Linked DNA regions of Mus musculus: region 1 is linked to region 2. A link is a contact called in public Hi-C data. All regions are on one chromosome and are shown on one strand. The core of a region is the stretch at or near the end of the contact, and the rest is flanking DNA. Distances in the headings are between cores, read along the strand shown. Region 1 overlaps Mkln1 (muskelin 1, intracellular mediator containing kelch motifs). Region 2 overlaps 2210408F21Rik (RIKEN cDNA 2210408F21 gene).

Evidence for each region. Hi-C and Micro-C count contacts between places; a contact is called where the count stands out from the background.
Region 1: a contact with region 2 is called in a Hi-C map of bone marrow-derived macrophages, with 2.6 times the contacts expected there. The contact joins two enhancer-like sites. A contact is called at or near these places in 4 of 39 promoter capture datasets (cranial neural crest, embryonic stem cells, hippocampal neurons and 1 more), 3 of 484 Hi-C or Micro-C datasets (Th1 cells, bone marrow-derived macrophages and uterus) and 4 of 115 datasets of contacts at active chromatin or transcription factors (CD8 T cells, bone marrow-derived macrophages, embryonic stem cells and 1 more).

Annotation. Positions count from the first base shown.
Region 1 is chr6:31,411,444-31,414,207 of GRCm38.p6, reverse strand. The region is part of intron 1 of Mkln1 (muskelin 1, intracellular mediator containing kelch motifs); the gene reads right to left. Among named protein-coding and RNA genes, the nearest start is that of Mkln1, 14 kb to the right of the region's middle. Within about 2 kb of position 1,492, at least 27 of the 459 cell types and tissues checked have an H3K27ac peak or open chromatin away from gene starts, as enhancers often do. A contact at or near this core is called in bone marrow-derived macrophages, where this site is marked.
Region 2 is chr6:31,331,026-31,333,986 of GRCm38.p6, reverse strand. All of the region lies in intron 3 of 2210408F21Rik (RIKEN cDNA 2210408F21 gene), which reads right to left. Among named protein-coding and RNA genes, the nearest start is that of Mkln1os, 66 kb to the left of the region's middle. Within about 2 kb of position 1,601, at least 84 of the 459 cell types and tissues checked have an H3K27ac peak or open chromatin away from gene starts, as enhancers often do. A contact at or near this core is called in bone marrow-derived macrophages, where this site is marked.

The DNA.
Region 1 (2,764 bases), core at 243-2,742, 80 kb before region 2:
GACGTGTTAAATACGTACAAGGAAATTAGGAAAATTGTAAAATCAATCACCTAAGCTTCCACCCTAAGGAGCTAGGACAAAAAAAGAAATGTAACCATGAATATCACAATAAATAAAAAGTAAAGCAAAAATTACAGTAGAAATCAAACTAAAAATGAGAACTAGGAAAAAGAATGAAGCCAGAGATTGAGTCCTTAAAAACAAAACAAACAAACAAACAAAAAAAACGGCAAACCTCTAGCTAGGGTAAGCAAGAGGAAGGGAAAAACAAAACAAACAAACAAATGTAAAACAGAACTTACAGATCACCAAGCATGGCAGTTTGGGGTTTTGTGGGTTTAGCTGTCCTTTCTTGCTCAGAGTCAGGGTGCTGGACAACCTTGACAAGGAGGCAATAGTGGCCTGGCTGGCAGCAGCTAGGAAATAACAGGAGTTCCATTGCCACCAGCAGAGTGGCTTCCATTCCTGGCTTCAATGCCCAACCTATTTCCTAGGCCCCCAGTCCCTGCCACTTCTTTCCAGCAACAGTGGAAACAGGAAAATAAGCTCCAAGGAAGGGAGGGCTCATTAGGGAGAGTATGCTGTGAGAGTGTGTGTGTGTGTGTGTGAGAGAGAGAGAGAGAGAAAGAGAGAGAGAGAGAGAGAGAGAGAGAGAGTGTGTGTGTGTGTGTGTGTGTGTGTGTGTGTGTGTGTGTGTGTGTGTGTGCCCATGTGCGTGCGTGCGTGCATGCCTGCCTGCCTGCCTGCCTGTATGTATGTCTAAGAGTCTGCAGAGACCAAAGAGGATGTCAGATTCTCTGGAGCTGGAGTTACAGGCTCTGAGAATGTCAAACACTCTTTCTAACTATTGAGCCATCTCTCCAGCTCCCTGGTTTCTATTTTTTTAATTAACATATAACATTTATACTCACTTATGTGACCACATTACAAATCAAATTTCTGTGCAAATACAATGTATAATGGCCAAACCAGAGTACTCAGAACTCCCATCCCTCAAATATCAACTCCCTATGATTCTGGGAACTCAAATCTTCCTCTAGTTATTGTGAAATGTACAACTAATGGCTCTGGATTAGTTCCCCAACTTTGTAACATAAGAGAACTATAGCAATTGTATCTGCGTACTGCTTATCTTACCCTGTGACTGCTTTCCCTTCCTAGCTTCTACTAAGTGCTATTGTACATCTACTATTATGTGATTAATGTCTTTAGCTTCTGCAATATTTGTCTCTCTATACTTAATTTACTTTACTTAACATAATGCCCTGAAGTTTCAGTCATGCATCGGCAGGATTGCATCCTTGTTATGGTTAAACAGTATTCTTCCTAACCCCTGCTCTGTCACACACATATATTCATGGACACACATACACCACACATAAACACACACACACAATCTTTGAAAACAAAATCTGTGTGTATACATGCATGCCTGTATATATGAATGCCATTTGTGTGTATGCCTTGGAGGCCAGAAGAGGGCACAAAAGCCCTGAGTCTGGAGTTCTAGATGACTGTGAACCACCTGTCAATCAAACTCCAGTCCTATGCAAGAGCAGCAAATGTTCTTAACCACTGAGCCATGTCTGTTCCCACACAGTTTTTAAAATCCATTCATCTACTGATGGACATCTTGGCTGACTCTATAATTCTGGTTCCTGTGACTAGTGCTGCAATAAGCAGGGGTGTGGGTATCTCTTTGATGCAATGACTTTTATATACCCAGGAGTAGGGCTGCTGGGTCATAAAGGTTTTTGAGAGGCCTCTGTACTGTTTCTATAGCAGCTACACGTGTTCTTACTGACTGACTGACTGACTGACTGACTGACTGACTTTCTCATATCACTACCCACAATATACAATTATCCTTTCTCTAAATCCTAGGCAAGTTCCTACACAAAACTCACTAATCTATAAAAGCAAAAATCAGGCTACAGAAATAATTAAAATCTTGTTCTGGTAAGGACTCTGTTAAAAGGTAAAATGAGAAGATACAGCCTGGAAGAACCTATTTTATGTTCAAAAAATGATATCTAAAATAATACAAGTATTTACAATGATTAGGCTTTGAAAAAAAGCAAACAATTCAATTAGAAAACAGGCAAGGCATGAATAAGAACTCATTAAGCATATCCAAGGAGGCAGATAAGCATATGAAAACATGTGCAACACCAATAGCCATCACAAACATCCACCACCAGTCATCATTACTTGCCTATCAGAACAGCTAAAATTAAAACACAGTGATGGCTCAAAGGCTATTACCAACTCAGAGAAACTTCAGATGACAATGGCTCAATGGCTAATGACCTGAATTCAATCCCCAAGACCCACATATTAGGAGAGAACTAACTCTTACATGTTACACACACACACACACACACACACACACACACACACACACACAAGAGAAAATGGAATACCTGTACCCTAATGTGAGTGTAAAATGGTACAGCCATTTTAGGTGTATATTATAGTTTCTTAAGTATTTTTTGTGTGATTCAGTAACTAAACTCGCCGGGCAGTGGTGCCACATGCCTTTAGTCCCAGCACTGGGAGGTAGAGGCAGGTGGATCTCTACAAGTTTGAGGCCATAGGCTACATTGAAAAATCCTGTCTAGAAAACCCAAAAAACAAACCAAAAAACAACAACAACAAAATAAACAAAAAACCCAACAACAACAACAACATAAAACTAGACTCTTAAACACTGATTCAAGGGAAATAACATTTTATATGCAAATAAAAACCTACATACAAATGT
Region 2 (2,961 bases), core at 352-2,851:
AAAGAACTCCCTGTAACAATCAAAGAAATGGTTTATTGTTGTTCAAGTTCTGCCTACGTATGTGTTCTAAGCTTCCGGGTAACGTGAGCTAAATGAGACCTCACAGTCAAGGCTGAAAATCTATGGAACCATTTTTTTTCCTGCACTAATCCCAAACCTAAATCTCTCAATGTTAACACCCCCGACTGAGAGTGGAGACAGAAAAGAGCTGGCAGCCTCAGAAGGAACAGTCCAGCATTGTCTGGGCCTGGTAGACAAATGTCGTCATCTGAGGAGGAGGAGGAATGTGGAGGGCAGTGTCCCTAACCTGCAGGTTGTTTCTCAAGGAACGAGCAAGCTTTGCTCTGCTTTCTGCAGAGCCGCTGGAGTCTTGGTATATTCCATGTGTGGCCCCTGGGGTAGCGGGACCTCCAGGGAACTTACAGATGAGCATTAGACTGCCTTCCATCTGGCCTCTTGAACTGGAGCCGGCATCTCAGCTAGCTCCCCGGGTGACTGCATGCACAGATCTTACAGTGATTGCACGCACAGGCTTTACAGTGCAGTCCTAGGGCAGCCTCTGCCAGGCTCACTCTACACAGGTGCTCTGCCATTGCCGCCGGGATGGAATGCGCAGGTGGTCTCCAAGGAGCCCTTCGAAACTAAATTGCTGGATTTAATGAAAAGTGTCACACTCAGCCAAGTCGAATGTTCTCCACTTTACAAAGGGCTTTAAGATTAATGAATTAATAAAGGTGCCATGGTGCCGCTGCTCCAACAAGTGAATTTAGAGTTCTTATTAGCATCCTTTCACTGGGCATCTGGATAGACCCAGGAGGCCTCAACTAGGATGACCCCCCATCTCTCACACATCCTTTCCCATCCACCTCTTCAGGAGGGGAAGCGTCGTGGGATGTAACATCAAGAGAACTGTGACGGAAAGATACGCCTGCAGGAACTGGAGAAAAAACAACATGTGGTCTAAGAATACTTACTGCTCTTTGCCTGTCTATCACTAGTACAGTCCATAAGCTTTCTCCTGGTATCATCCAAAGGTGTGTGTGTGAGAGAGGGGTGAGGGTTGGGAGGAGAGGACAAAAAGACAAGAAAGAGAAGGAAAAGGGTAGCTGGGTGTGGTTTGCTCTCCCTTCAAACCAGTACTTGGGAGACAGAGGCAGGCAAATCTTTGTGAGTTTGAGGCCAGCCTGATCTACACAGCAAGTCCTGGACAAGCCAGGGCTGCATAATGAGAGTCTGTTTAAAAAAGAAAGAAGTGGGGAGCAGGGGTGGGGGACACCAAGATCTAGTAATCTTGTGCCGTCCTATGAATGGACAGAGGCATGGATTCTGGGCACTGAAGTTGCCTCCACCCCCACCCCGAGGCCACAGTGTACACACCAGCACCTCCATCTTAATTCAACTTGCCCTCTCCCAGCCTCTCCACTGAGCAGACCATCTTGGTAGCAAGCCACCCTCCAGCTTCAAGGTTGTTTCTGGATTTGGGGGCTGCCAGAAAACCAGTTAGATGCAAGGAAACAAAAGAGATTCAGGGGCTAGAGAGGCATTCGTTCGGCTAATGAGTGAGATGACTCACGGGCTGACTCAGAGGAACAGGGCGAACAAGGCTCGACTGGGAGAGAGAAGCAGTGGGGAGTAGACCTCAAAGGAGCCCTGCAAGCCAGATCTAGGAGGCCAGGGACATACATGATGGTTTGGGTTTGGAGGGGTAGCAGAGCCTCAAACAGAGGGAGATAGGGCTGCTTCTTCTTCTTCTTCTTCTTCTTCTTCTTCTTCTTCTTCTTCTTCTTCTTCTTCTTCTTCTTCTTCTTCTTCTCCTTCTCCTCCTCCTCCTCCTCCTCCTCCTCCTCCTCCTCCTTCTCCTCCTCTTCCTTCTCCCTCTCTTCCTCTTCCCCCTTCTCCCCTCCTTCTTTTCCTCCCCATCCTTCTCCTTTTCATCATCTTCCTCCTCCTCCTCCTCCCCCTTGTCCTCCTCCTTTCCCATCTTCCTCCTCTTCCTTCTTCTTCTCCTTCTCCATCTTCTTCTTACCCCCAGAAGTTGGGTTGTGAATCTATAGCCTTCTGTGCTCTGAGAGCCGTGTAGTATCCTCCAGGAACAGTGAACTGCTTGCAGGCAAATCTCAGGGCACAAACTCAGCAGGGATTGTCATCAGGTCCCAGGCAGTGAGCAGAACCAGGACCCACCCTCTAGGTTTCTAGTACATTATGGGGCGGGGCGGGGCAGGGGGGGGGGAAGCTCTTTTGATTTTTTTTTTTAAAGAAGTGTTTTACATTTGAGAACACTGTGATCCAACCTGTGCTTATAAATATATTGAAAATGGTTCTAAACATATGACTAAGGCATCTTCTCCTTTGTGAATGGCTAATTGAGGTTTTGAGATGGAAGATTCCAAGGCTGATTATTGTTTTGAAGGTTAGTACTTACATTGCCATATGAGGTTGTACCTGAAATGATATGACTGTCCACCTACACAGTAGAACCAGGTCTCTGGAAGATCACAGCTTTGTGACCTGGTCGAGTGTAGGGACAGACTACTAGGTGATGAATTTTCTTCATGTGTCAAATAAGTGGCAAAGGATCAAACCGGCAGCCTCAGCCCATTCCGTCAACGTAAACCCACTGAGCTAGCTATAAATAACTTTAGTTGATTACATATTTATATGTAATTTGATGGTTGATGTCGCAAATGTACTTCAGCAGAGCAGTATGAGCAGAGGCAGGAGTTCTTGGCAGCTTGGCAACCTGTCACCTTTCAAAAAAAGAAAAAAAAAAAAGCCATAGAATTTCAGCATCCCTGGCCCCAACAGACAGCAACAGTGTTGGTTGGCTGTTGTTAATTTCAGCCTTGGCTAACTACTTTTCTGTCACCATCATGTTGCCTGTATTTAATGCTGGCTGTTTTATAACATTATAACCCCATCTGTCTGATAATTATGGAAGTGCTGGAGAGTGTTGAGTGTGCT